2 separate regions of the Oryzias latipes genome follow, and region 2 is linked to region 1. Evidence: chromatin contacts called from public Hi-C data. All regions are on one chromosome and are shown on one strand. The core of a region is the stretch at or near the end of the contact, and the rest is flanking DNA. Distances in the headings are between cores, read along the strand shown. Region 1 has its middle 14 kb from the start of LOC101168073. Region 2 holds the start of LOC111949040 (E3 ubiquitin-protein ligase Rnf220-like).

What was found. A called contact is a pair of places that touch in the nucleus more often than the background predicts.
Region 2: a contact with region 1 is called in a Hi-C map of fibroblasts, with 1.6 times the contacts expected there. The contact joins the promoter of LOC111949040 here to the enhancer-like site in region 1. A contact is called at or near these places in 2 of 5 Hi-C or Micro-C datasets (fibroblasts and gastrula embryo).

What each region holds. Positions count from the first base shown.
Region 1 is chr17:18,849,273-18,855,953 of ASM223467v1, forward strand. No RefSeq gene overlaps it. Among protein-coding and RNA genes, the nearest start is that of LOC101168073, 14 kb to the left of the region's middle. Within about 2 kb of position 3,064, at least 2 of the 8 cell types and tissues checked have an H3K27ac peak or open chromatin away from gene starts, as enhancers often do.
Region 2 is chr17:18,992,657-18,999,963 of ASM223467v1, forward strand. LOC111949040 (E3 ubiquitin-protein ligase Rnf220-like) reads right to left here and starts at 3,794. Exons shown (of 2, transcript XM_023964950.1): 1 at 3,368-3,794.

The DNA.
Region 1 (6,681 bases), core at 1,814-4,313:
CCTCCTCTCCCTGCCAGAGGAGTGACAGCAAGAGCAACAAAAAGATGAATAAGTCTTTTCTTGGTGGGAATTGGCTGGAATGGAAGGAGGGAAAAATAGCTGGATGGTGCGAAACTCAAGATACTGATTGCTTTTTGCCTTTTTGTGTCATCTGGTAGAGAGCTGGGGGGCTCGGGCGTATGCAGGCAGATTGATTATGAAGGAAGGGGTTGGGGAGGAGATCGGAGGAGTATGTAGATTACTTTGCCCCCCTGAGCCACCTGACATGCACAGGGCACGATGGATTTCCATTTGCCAAGCTCCACGCATGTGTGCGATTTCCATGACGCCGTGGCCCATGAACGAGTGACAGAGCTCCGAGCCACGAGGGAGGACAGGCTGGCAGTCGTAATCCAACACACACACACACACACGTGTTTACATGCTGGGCGGACAGCAGCAGGAATGGAAAACAAATGAAAGCATGCATGGGAACAGATATTAAGAAAAGGCAGAGGTGACACACCTTCGTTTCCATGCACACGACTCTTTCATTCTGCAAGTGCTAGGTGCCATTAAAGGCAGATTTACAAGAAATTGGACCAAATTCCCATTGTCACTTTCAATGATGGCACCCGTGCAGCAACCCAGAGGAGAGAGTGAAGTTGCAATTTTTCTTGACTGCTGTATTTTATTATTTGTATTTGTATTTTAAAATTCGTGACACTCCCCCTTAGCTTGTATTTTAATGTTACTTGCATTTCTTTAGAAAGAAATAGTACTTGTTTCAGCCTCTAGAAGAGTTTCCTCCTCCACACTTCGGCTCTTTGCTGTCCTTGTCTCTTCATGCCGTGTTTCTGTGGGTTAATGGCGAGTTGGTAAATCAGCCGGGCGTGACGTTTGTCCCATCCCATCCCATCCAGGGATGACGCGATTTCTTTTAATAACTATGTGAGTGACAGAGAGAGGAAGCATGCGTGTGCGCGTGGGGGGCTTAGCTTTCCTAAATTGGCATCCAGAGGGAAGGACAGAATTCTAACCTTTATTAATAATTGAACCATACGCACGTTTTGCTGTAAGACAGCATGGTGATGTTATACATATATATACATATATAGTTTACTGTGTTTTTCACACTATTAGGCCCACTTAAAAGCCTTAATTTCTTTTTAAATCATGACGGTGCATTTTGTAATCTGGACTACCTAATCTATGGATTAAACTAGTTGTGTTTACTGATTGCTGTCAAAATGACAAGTTTGGATGTTATTGTAAAAAAAGCTAAGGCAGCTAATGTGTTGCGGTGTCGGACGGTGGTTTTTTTTAACGTTTCTAATAAAGGTTGGGATTTATTGTAGTCACAGAAACGTTTGTTTTGGCGATATCAGTCTGTTGTTTGTTTTTTCCATGTTACAACAAGGTTCGGAGTATTGTAAATGCGTCAATGCATCCATCATCCATCCATCTTCTTCCACTCACCCGGGACCGGGTCGCGGGGGGGCAGCAGTCTAAGGAAAGATGCCCAGACTTCCCTCTCCCCGGCCACTTCCTCCAGCTCCTCTAGGGGGACGTCTCGGGGTCAGCAGAGAGACGTAGTCTCTCCAGCTTGTCCGGGCCTCTGCCCAGTGGGACATGCCCGGAACACCTCCCCAGGGAGGCGTCCAGGAGGCATCCGGACTGGATGTCCGAGCCACCTCAACCGGCTGCTCTCGGTGTGGAGGAGCAGCGGTTCTACTCCGAGCCGTCTGCGGGTCATCGAGCTTCTCAGCTTATCTCAAAGGGAGTGACCAGCCACCATACGGAGGAAGCTCTTTTCAGCCACTTGTCTTCAGGACCTCGTTCTTTCAGTCATGATCCACGGTTCATGAACATAGGTGACTACTGGAATGAGGATCAACCAGTAAATTCAAGAGCTTTGCTTTCTGGCTCAGTTCCCTCTTCACCACAGCAGAACAGTAAAGCAACCAAAAAAACGACGGCTGCCGCTCCAATCCACCTGTCAATCTCACGCTCCGATCTTCCCTCCACTCGTGAACCCCAAGACATTTAAACTCCACCCACTGAGTCCCTTTCTCCGGTCAACTGAGGAAGGTTGGCGATGTCAAACTTTTATTTTTTTTATGTGTTACTAACAAGGTTAGGAGTTAGCGTGGTCATATGTTTTAGCGAATATATTTTAGCAGCATCAGTCATTTTTTTTATGTGTTGCAAACAAGGTTGGGAGTTGCAGGTATTGCAAATATGTGGCTGACGTTTCTAATGTGGCCAATGTGTAGCTTCTCTCAATACGTCTATTAGTTCTGTGTACCTTATGACAAAAAACTGAAAATAGACCATTTATTGACAGTGGGCCTTAAAATCCGGTGCGCCCCATAGTCCAAAAAATAGGGCATATATTTTATTTTTACTATTTTTTTTTATTTTTTTTTTAGGGAAACTGCATTCATGAACTGGAATAAAAAGAAACCAATTGTCAATTTAAATTGTTGGCATTGCTATTTCGTCAGTTCAGTTTCCAGTTGGAAAAAGACGCCCTGCAGCATTCGATGCTGGTACTTCTCTACATCTGCATTCTCTGAACTGTATTTGTTGTCACTGTGACAAATCAGTGTGTTTGATCCCAATGCAGACTCAAACATTCCCTTATTTTGCTTCTTTACTGCGCACCTACTTTGCAAAGCAGCATTCCCATTGTCACAATGATTCAGATTTTGTGATTTTTTTTATTTTGCTGACGTTTTGCCACCTAATGCAACAAAAGAGACATTAAAAAATGTCTCTGTTGTTTGCATGATAGCTGTAAAGACAAAAACTGAGAAAGGGATGTATTCAGATGAAAACAGCAGAAGGATTTAATAAAGTTTGGCGATAAAGCCTCAAAAGATGTTAAGCGTGGTACATGCGAGTAAAGACAGCAGGTGGTAAATAAGCTGTTATTTCCATGCGGGGTGACACTGTCTGTTGCCCCGTTTCTCCAAGTTAATGGGTGCTATCGTAAAACTAGGCCACTAAGGTGGACGTGGGGTCACACACAAACACACCCCCAGAGGAGCGACCTGCGCGCGTGTACACAAACACATGTGCACATACACACAGCCAGGCGTGTGAGCAGGGTGAAATATGGATCCTAATGGCTGTGTCCCATCGTTAAAAGGGCTTGGAGTTGATTTATTCGTCGTAAAACTGCTAGTTGCAACTGCCCCGCGGAGAAGAAAGGGTGGCAGTGAACTTGAGGTCACGGGTTTGAATCCTGGTCTCTGTAGGAAAGGCTAAGCTTTACGCTGACAGCATGCTTCTGCCTTTTTATGCAGATTTATGGCACACAAATACCTGCATGGGAGAAATATGACTGGATCGGCCTGTCGGAGCTGAATTGTGGTGCACGGCCTATTGGTTACAAATGACCCAGCTTTATGAGCCGTTGAGCATTGACTTTTTTTCCTTTTTTTTTTTCATTATTATCTTTATTTACCTTAAGGAGTGCAGTGTGCATTAACTTGTTACGCTTTTGGGATGAGTAGATTCTGAATTTTGAGGATTACCTGAGGCATATGTTTGCTAGCCGCTCGATTTCTGTTTCCATGTGTTCCTGCAGCTCTCCTGGTCGGAGCAGCACCTGGCAGATGGGACAGACAGGAGCCTGGCTGTCATACAGGGACATCTTCTTTTTACCTGAAAAAAATAAAAAGTCTATTAAAAAAAATTACCCAAATTTTTTTCAATATTTCCTTCTTTCCCCAAAGAAATTTAGCAAATACTCAGGCTACGATCACAAAAACAACTGCCACTGCGCAATAGGGAGGCAGTGGCAGAATCTTCAAGCCACCACCAAATCTTTTGAAAATTGTCGGCGTGGTCATGAATGTAGAAGGCGGAAGTCAGCGGCAGCCGGATCGCTGGCCTATAGGTGAATAGCAACAGCTTTGATTGGACGATGTGTACAGACAGCGATCGTCCATAAGAAGCTCCACCAAGCCGTCTGGTAGCCTGGTGGTATATAAAAAGTGGGCCATTCTGCCTGTCAAAGGACTGCCATCACGCAACCGCGAAATGTACCCGGGTGGCCACTGACCGATGTCAACTGACAGTTGGCATCAGATTTGAACTTTTTCCTAAAACCTCCCAGCTGCGCGCCCACTTGCCAAGTTTGATGAAAAACTTTGTGGAATATTTGAAGTGACCGTAGCATTAGGTCCAAATCCTGTTATGCCGGCTGATGCAAATAGGCATCAACCTGCTTCAATTAGCTATCTCAACTTAATTGAGCATCCTTTTGAACACAAACACATAAGTGAAACATTATTTATGATCATTGAAAGTCAATACAGGCATCAAGGAGTTAAATGAAAAGCACAATACCCTTCATAATGGGGGAGCAGAATGTTGCAGAGTCTTGTGTAATGTTATTTTCAGGTTAAATAAGGGGGTGGGGGAGTTTAAGAAGTGTCTGCTATAGGATGAGATAATGCTCTACAGAGTCTGCCAACACTACCTCACTTCATTGTCCTTGATCAGCGGGGCAACAGGGTGGGGCCCACCTGTTTTTGTGTGTCAGCATGTGCGTCTGGAGCATGTGTGCGTACCACAATGTCTGCTTCCCCTACAATGGTGTCTTTGACCCTTTGTGGCCGCTCACGTACGTGTGCAGCGGTGTAAACCCCATTTCTTGGAGCGTACCTCTAGCTCTGTCTGGGTGAACTAAAAATAATGGCTATTGAAATTATATCACTGCTCAGTGTTGGAGGACACTTCCTGATTTCCTGTATTCAGCCAATCAAACAAGCTTTTTTTAGACTCAGAACAAAAGGCTCCGCCTCAGCCAGGACATCCCGTTTAGACTGCTTGTCACCACGGCAACAAGAGGGCCAGGTAGGGGGAGACCCTGCCTCTCCCATGCCTTTGATGGTTCTCTCTTTAACCTTTTCACACTCATACACACACAATCCTGTACATAAAGGGACGAAAGCAGCCCCGAAGGGAAATGCATCTTTGCACTAAGAAGGCTTTGTAGAGATACAAGTAGTGACAGATTGCAAATGTTGAGAAATTTTCAACATATATGGCTTAAATCCTGCATGTCATGTGTTGTGTTTTCTTTTTCTTTTTTCCTTTGATGAAACACTTTTAGCCATGCTAAAAGTATGCCGTTGTTCCGATTTTGATGTAATTAAAAAAATCTACAAAAAGTCTAGTCCCCTGTGGTCTATAAGGAGCAGGGATTCTTAGAATCAACTAACAAATGTCTGTTTCTTTAGGATTTCAGTGATCAGAAAGTATAAATACTTATTTTGCTTTGTAAATGTTTATAGGGTTTTTGCTTTAGATGCTAAAGATATAATAGCATGTACTCCCCTCCTCTTCTTTCACCTATTCTTAACTACTATGGAAAGTGGGGATGATAAATGGTAAATGGTTTATACTTATATAGCACTTCTACCTTCTTTGAAGGCCCAAAGCGCTTTACAGTCACAGTCCCATTCACCCATTTACAAACACATTCACATACTGGTGGCGGCTCCGCTGCCGAACACCAGAGGCAAGGTGGGGTTCAGTGTCTTGCCCAAGGACACTTCGACACATGGGCGGGCAAGGCGGGAATCAAACCCGCAATCTTACGATTGGAAGTCGCCCACCTTACCACTGCACTACGGCCGTGGATGGGCTTACTCCGCACCAATACTCCGGCCCACAAGTCAGAGACGAATTTCTGGCGAACTACTACCGCTCTGCAAAAATATCCTTAAAAAATGACAGTTTGAAGAAATTTTCTAGATCAAAAACTGATCAGAGTAGAACTTTATTGAGTACTGCTAAAACACAGATAACATGTTCTGATAAAAGGAATAAGTATAACCAATGGCCAGTTTGTGGCAGAAAAATACAATATTATACCTCATGTGTACTAAAATCTAAGATTAGCTGAAAAGCTGTTGAAAAATGTGGGTGTTTTTGTCATGTTAGACTCTTCACAGCGTTGGGAGATTGAAATTTAGAAACAAACATAACAAAAAGACACAGAGAAGGGATGAGGTGTCGATGTAATGCAGCGTCGCACACACAGCTTGTCATGTCTTTCTCCTTCTTCCACTTTCGGCTTCTCCCATCAGGGGTCGCCACAGCGAACAAGTCGCATGGTAAATTTGGCAATGTTTTACGCCGGATGCCCTTCCTGACGCAACCTTCTCAAACCGGGCTTGGAACCGGCAGAGGTAGAGAAGGGAACAAGGAGCAGCCCGGAGTCGAACCCGGGTTTCACGGACGGAAGGCGCCGCAAACCAGCACGAGCTAAACTGGCTCACCGCTTGTCATGTCTTTAAAGATGATTAATGTTGGTGTACCCACATGCCCTGGTTGGGACCTCACAGTCCCAGCACGCCCTCACCCTGAGGCGCAACAAGGGAGCGTTTAATCTCGGGAAGCCAAGAAGAGTTGGGGACGGTGGGGGAAGGATGGTTGGTCAATAACAACGGAAAAGGCCTGACAGGACTTCTTAGCGAGGAGATTCTTCAGTGAAACCCCCGACTGGCGGGGTAAACGATAGACGGATGGATGGATGTAAGGAGAGAGGTGTGCATCTCCCTGACAGCAGCAGAAGAAAACCGACCTCATCCCCATAATGCGCCAAAATGGATGGTCTCATCTGATTTTCTCTGACTTCCTTTCCACCTTTATCAGACTCCTCATTTGTTATTGTTCACCTCT
Region 2 (7,307 bases), core at 2,544-5,043, 140 kb after region 1:
AAAGCAATGAGGAAGAGCGCGGACGAGGTCATAGGAGAAGTGGAGAGAGGGGGGCGCAACGATAGTTACATTTCTGTTTTTTGTAGGTAATTAGGTTTAAAGTAACATAAATTATAAACTCAAGGGTTTGGGGTTAATGGGGGGCATGGGGGGGGGGGGTCGTGCTTTCATAGGGGAATGCTGTGCATAAAAACGGTGCGTTCACGCGCGCGTCACCGCCTTTCTTGTTTCCAAACTTAAGAAATATATGCTACTTATGCGGGTACAGATTTAATCAAAGCGGAAATCATTTCTGCAGAGGTTGTTGGATGCGTTTCGGAAGAGGTGAAAAGCAGAGAAATATAAAAAGAAGCAAAAGATTTTAAAAAGTGTCATTTTGCGCTTTAAATAGTAAATAATCTCTGGCAGAAACTCTCGGCCTGCTGACTGGGAGCTCTTTTTGGTAATCGGTGAAAGTAAACCTACAGAAAGGAAAATAGGCGGACAGACTTTTTTCTCTTCTTTTTTGGAACAACTTTCTCTGAGCCCATCGATCCATGGAAGAGGTGTGAAACGGACATTCATTTTATTTCTCACTGCGCACAGAAGAGGGGGGGATCAATGGTAAGCAATAACAGCTGATTGAAGAAGGATGGAAAGGAGGTGAAGGAAGGGAGGGAGGGGGGGGGGGCTGAAAGTGCTGGCGGTAAATTTGGACTTTTTTTCTGGACTCTTTCCTCCGCGCTTTTTTGCTTTTCCTATATGGATGGAAAACGATGCGCGTAAAAATGTCAGGCCGGAACGAAAGGAAATGGGCCCTGAAATTTAAATCGACCTAAAATATAAATATAAAATGAGTTTTATTAAATTAACATAAATAAATAAATAAATAAATAAGCAATCCTTTTAGTTGAGATTTATTTAAAAATAACTAATGAAAAAGGTATTAATTTCTACAAAATAATACGTTCCTAAAAATGCAAAAGAATAAAAAGGATTTGGAGCTGAAGGATGTGAAACAAGTGGGTTGACAGCGACTGACGCACGAAGTATAAGAATGGACATAAATCACTGAGCTGGGAAAAGCGAGGCGCAAAATAAGTAAATGACTGAACATGAATCACTGACTGTCAGTTCGTTTTACAGTCAAACAGGGCACCGTTTGGGTCGCTTCTGGAAAAAAAAGAAAAGAAAAAGAAGAAAATAAAATATGCTCGAATTCAGTTAAAAAAACGAACTTATTTACAAATATTTGAATAGGGATGATGGGGAGAGCGCAGCCTGGGTAACTATTCAGTGTATTTATTAACAGTAAATGTGAACATGGTTATGAATTTAAACAAAAAAACGATTTATCATATTTTTTTCTTAAGTAAAATAATAAAAAAAACATGTTTCGATTGATTGCAAAAACAATAAATACATCTTAGGCTTTTTATCAAAGGCCAAGAATTACAGGAAAGTATTTAACAGTTTTTTTCTTTTTAATTAGAAATTTAAAGACATGTTTAATTTTAATCAAAAATGCTAAAGAGATTCCCGAAAATGACTTCCATCTGGAGCACCTTGTCCGCGTCATCGTTTATAGACTTCTCGTAGAAATAATAAATGCTTGTGTGATCTCCCTTCACGAGATAATTACTGCTTGCTAATGTGTTTGGTTGGAAAATGAAGAGGCTCGGTCGCTCATTATAAGTTCGAGTCGGTTCTGACAATCAATAAAATCAATGGACGGGGATTCGTGGGGCTGGCATCGTTAGATGACCACTTATTCCTTGTTTTCTTTTGTTTTATTTTCCTTCCAGAACATTTATGATGAGCCGCCGGGAGCGCACCGGCGATCAAAATGAGCGTTTTCTATACATTCGGACGGTAGTTTCAATAAATGTGCATTTGGCTTGAATTCACTCTGAATTTTTTTGTGCGTTTTAGTGCTTTTACGCGCACTCCAAACTTTACTATCCCACTTTCTGGCGTTGCGGCTTTGACTTCTGCTTTCTTGATCGTTGCGCGGCTGCTCACTTTCTGCCACCAGTCCACAGTGAACGCGCTGGCGCTCCGGCACACTCCAGGGGAATTAAAAGGAAATAAATAAATAAAAGAGCGTGCGTAAAAGTTTGTTCGACAGGCCGATGAATTGGGCGTCAAAGCCAAGACATCAGATGATTTTTTTAAACCGTATGGAAACAAACAAACAAACGAAAAAAAAAAAAAGTCTGAATGTATATGTAAAGTGCAGCGAAGACTATATTGAAACGATTGTTTTAATGGAACCGAGGCAAAATTCGAATGTGCGAATTGCTCGCGGTGACGCAGCAGCAGCAGCGGGTGCTGACGCCTCAACTAATCCGTATTTTGGCTCCCTGTTCTCGGCCATGGAACTGGAGGGGCCCCCGGGACGTCCAGCGGCACAGCTTGTTGAGGGGGGTGGGGGGTGGGGTGAGTTAAATTATTGTGGCTCCCTAGTTAACAGGTGTTTCCCAACTGTTTCCGTCTTATTATGTGCGCGCGCGCATGAGCAAAGCCGTGTGTTTCCCCTGGGATCATTAATTCTAGTATTTAGCTAAAATATTCCTAAAATTAAATGTTTTAGTATTCTAAAACATTTTAATAGCTGTAATCAAACCTGATTCAATACAGAAGAATTTGTCAATAAATATATTTGGAACTGGAGTCCATGAATATTGATGTTATGAGAGATAAAAGTTATGAAAGTCGGGCAAACGAGGCTACTGCTCAATAAAAAGTGTGGTTTTAAACTACAACGTTGTTTAAAATGGATCTCATGACAGAAACCTGTGAGAAAATCCTAAAAATGTAACCGGAAAAGAATAAAATAATAACTTATTGCTACATTCATTACATTTGAACGCCGTTTGTTCCACTCGCTCCAAAGAAAAGATGCAGGAGAAAGTTTGGCTCTCTTGATAAATCTGGATAATGTCGGCTTTTGTGCGTAATGACGCTTATAACTTCTAAAAAAAAAAAAAATCAAACCAAAAATTTGACTTTAGTTATTCTAAAAAATATTCAGCTGCAGATGGTTGATCACACAACAGTGTAAACGCCTCCAAGAAGCCACTCATGTTTGGAGAGCCGGCACGGACACGCGCAAATATATAATTAAAAAAGTCAGAAATATATGTGGATGTACATGCTGCCACGTGCACACGCTTCGGACGCAGTGTCCAAGATCGTGCTGCGACATTTTCCCCATTTTTTTATTTTCCTTTTTTTTTCTTTCCCTGCCACGCCATTAAAGTGCACAGAAAGTTTAGGACAAGTCAAAATGCGCAACAGAAACAGAAGCAGAGCGCAAAGGCGTGAAAGCGTAAACTGGATAAGCTTCAAACCCGATAACAACAGAGCAAAACAGTCAGTTACTCACCTCGCCGTGGCACAATCCGCTTCTATCGCAGACGGCTGCCCACTTTCCGGCTTCTTCTACTTTTCTTTTCTTTCTTTTATCCACACAACAAACCAAAACTTTTTTTTTGTTTGTTTGCGCTCTGAGAATATCAGCAGCACCGGCCCTTCTGGTTCTTGCGTAGTGTAACAGTGATAACGTGAAGCGCTTTGGTAAAGGAGGAAAAAAAAAGTAGTTAACACCTCCCCGTTAGTTTAACGACGCGCAACCAGAGAGGCAGGACAGGGAGAAAGAGGGGGGACACAGAGACATGCCGACTGTTTTCTGCGAGCGCGCTGTAAAGTGGGTATCAATGGCACGATAGCGCGTGCGAGCCCCTCCGCTGAAACGATCAGTGAAAGGAAAGAGCGGCGAAGCCAGCGAGGGAGCGCAGGGGACGGTGGCAGTCAGTGGTGCGAGGGGAGGAGGGGGTGCTCAGGGCGATGTGTGTGAGGCTGTGGGTGGGAGGGAGGGAGGGGGGGTCCAGGGATCACGGCGCAGTGCTGCCGCGCAGCGCTCAGCTCGATCATCGCCTGCAGACGCGCGTCCTGGAGACACGAATGCGCTCAAAGAACGCCTTTAAAGTTAGGGAATATGTATCCATTTTCTACTGCAACATAAAATCATTTTCTTTTCTTTTCACTTTCCATCTTAAACTGGGAGCAGAGCACTTCGGTGGCTCCAAAATCCTTTGGATCAAGTCACAGCTTTGTGCGGTTTTTTTCTGGGAAGCCAAAATAAGTAATTATCTGTTAAACCAAAACGTTTTTACTTTATTCTTTTTTTTTTTTGCAAAGTTGAGTTAAAATGAATAAAAGATTAAATCTGCGCATTCCTTGTTGTGTGTTGCTTTCTCAACATCGCACCATCCGGCCACCCCCTTCCCTCCGCCTCTCCCATGTGTCTGGCGTTTCGTTCCCCTGGGTGATTTCCACTGCGCTTTGTGCGCAAAGTGAATGAATTACCCCCCCCCCCCTTCTTCTCTCTTTTTCTCTCCCTCTACCCCCATCCTCATCCTCCCCACCACCACCTCTTTCACTCGTTGGAGAGACTGCTACTTGCCATAAAGCCAATGAAGTCCAACCCTAACAAAAAAAAAAGAAAAAAGAAGTGGACCACCAGACACTCTTAGGAAGTGCGCTCATGGAGACTTAAGTTATAGTGAGACAGTGGAGAAGTTCACCAGAGCAGTGCCAGGGAGTGAAGTGTCACAAATAGGGCAGTAGAAGGCGAAAATGTCCAAAGCTGAATTGCTTTGAAATCAGATTACTTCATTGTTTAAGCAAAAGTACACAAACCAGGCTTTAAATAATTCATAAGTATAATGTGTTCATCATTTTTGTTTATTCTATTTCGTGTCTAACTTGACACAGAAGTTGCTTCAATCACTGAGCATGAGGATTTTCTTGCTTAAAATCCAAAGGCTGTGACCTTTTTAACTTGACTAAATGATGTTTGCTTGTGAAGGAAACAGTAGGACGCAGAGCGGAGGCTGTCCTGTGCTCGTCTCCTTCTGCACTACAACCCCCTGCTGGCCACATGAGGTACTGAATCTTTGTCTGGATGTACGATTTGGGTCTCATCCAACCAAAACGTTGTATAAGTTGCATAGGAAAAAAGTTTTCATCACTTCATCAGTGTTTTTGTAGCTGAAAGTGAATTATTGGGAGATTTTGATTTAATTTTGAGTACATTATAGTTTTACCGTGGATTCTACATTAATGATACACTTTGGTAACATTTGGTAAAATTGTTTTAGACAAGCAGCATCACTGAAGCTTTTCCTTTCTCATTTTTTGCAACAGTAGTTTTAAAGCTGTTTTTGTGTAACACTGTTTCCAAATTCCTTCACTATCGTCCACTATATAGACCAGTCGCCCATCTTGGGGCTGTCCGAATCGACAATGCCTTAGAAATTTGTGGATTCATAGATGTGTCTTCATAAAATGTTCATGTTTAATGAGTTTTTACTCTGGGAAATTGGTGACGTCATATTTGCTATGAACAAAAAAATTAAAAATAAAAAAAATAGTGGTCATAGTGTCTGAATTGCTTTTTGCAAATGAAAACATCCCTTTTACTTGAACTATTTCTTGCTCATATTGTGCCCCATGGCATCGTTTTTATTAAGGAAAAATGGGGCATATTTAAGAAATGACACTTAAAACTAAAACTAGAAAAAAACCATACGCCACTAAAAGTGTGTCTGGGTTTATTCAAAAACTTTTGAGGCTACTTGTTTTGGTCATCTGGAATAATCCTAACAATATTCCCCTCTTAATAATATTCACAAATGTGCACCTATCCACTGACACCACCCAGCTCTCCCCCACCCACAGTTCTCCTCACTGCAACCACCAACTATCATATAGTCAGAGCAAGTTGCTTCGTTTTCTAATAGAATTAACACTTTGATCTGGTTTCACGCTATAATATACCAGCGCTTTAGGTAATAATAGCGTGGGAAAGTGAAAGGCGATGTGTGTGTGTTTTATGTGGGTGTGTGTGCTGGGTGGTCTCCGTGCACACAAGGGGCAGCAGCACTGCCATTAGTGGTGTGTTGTCTTGCTAATAGGCTCAGTTTGCAGTCAATGGGCTGACTGAGGAAGAAGACCATCCATGTATTAGATCCCTCTCCATTCAAAGTCTAATGCCACCCTTTAGTTCAACCCCCTGATGTGTTTAAATGCTGCCTCTGTGTGTTCTGACATGGAAGCACTTTGATGGCACCTGTTTCACCACTCCAGCATCTGTACTTCAACTTTCTCCTCCCATAAAGTAGAAACACGAAAATATCTTTAGACATTTTTAGCCTTCTTAACTCAGACTGAGTTCTATTAGAAGTTATATAATGAAAGAGGTGCAAAAAAAAAACAGATATTTCTCCATGAAAACAGTAAGAATTTGAAATGGGCCTAAAAAGAGCTGGCCTTTTTTTGTTTTAAACCCTTCAAGTCTTACTCCGATAAGCATTTTAGTGATCTTTTGATTTTGATGATGACATTTTCAGCCAAAAACCAATCAAACCTTTTTTGTTTTCAAACAGTTTCTAGTAGTTCATTGAAATTCACCTCTTAGTTGTGGGCGAAACCATTAGCACGGAGTAAGCCTGCCCCTACTCTCCGACATTCATCTCTTCAGAGGCTCGCCTGCTAGCTTACCGCTCGCCACAACCCCAATCGAACATTAGAGGTGCAATCAAAAAATACAAGTTTTATGCCAGATGCCAGTTCAAGCAAGGAAAACAAAGCAGTACATGGATCTAGACATCTACAAGTGGATGCAGAGAATGGAGCAGAGCAGGAAGCTTGTGGCTGGCCGTAGTCGTTTCTATGTCACACCTACAGGCTTTTTCCAACAGTATTTTTGCGTTGTCCCCTAATTCACAATGATTTCAATTAAAAAATACTAAGAAATGAAATTTTAATCTTGAATTTCTTTATGTTTGTCCTCCACCATGAGAAAAATGTCACATGAACATGTTAAAAACATTAAAAACACAATTTTTGATCTTTAAGAGATTCTGTTAAGATCAAGAAAAACGGTGGAAAGGGTGTGTTCCTTGAAAGGGGCCTGAAATCCAGCACTCAGATCAATAGTTGTGCAGTTGTTTAAGGACAACAACTCAATATACTATTCATGAAAACATTTTTGATCCACCGTTTCATTCAAATCAATCCAAATCCTGTAGGGAGTCCTACCAAGGTCAATGACAAAGTTCAGTTAACGTTTACCAGTAATTTGCACGGCTTAACCTCAATTTGCAAAAACTATTAATGCTGTTCTGTTAAGCTACGGACACACCTGGCATGTGAGTCTTAAATACATATTTAGCCTATGATGTTCACACTGGACAAGCAAGGAGGGGCTTCTTCTTTTTCTACTTTTTACAAGCGTATGTCCACCACCTATAGTTGGAGCA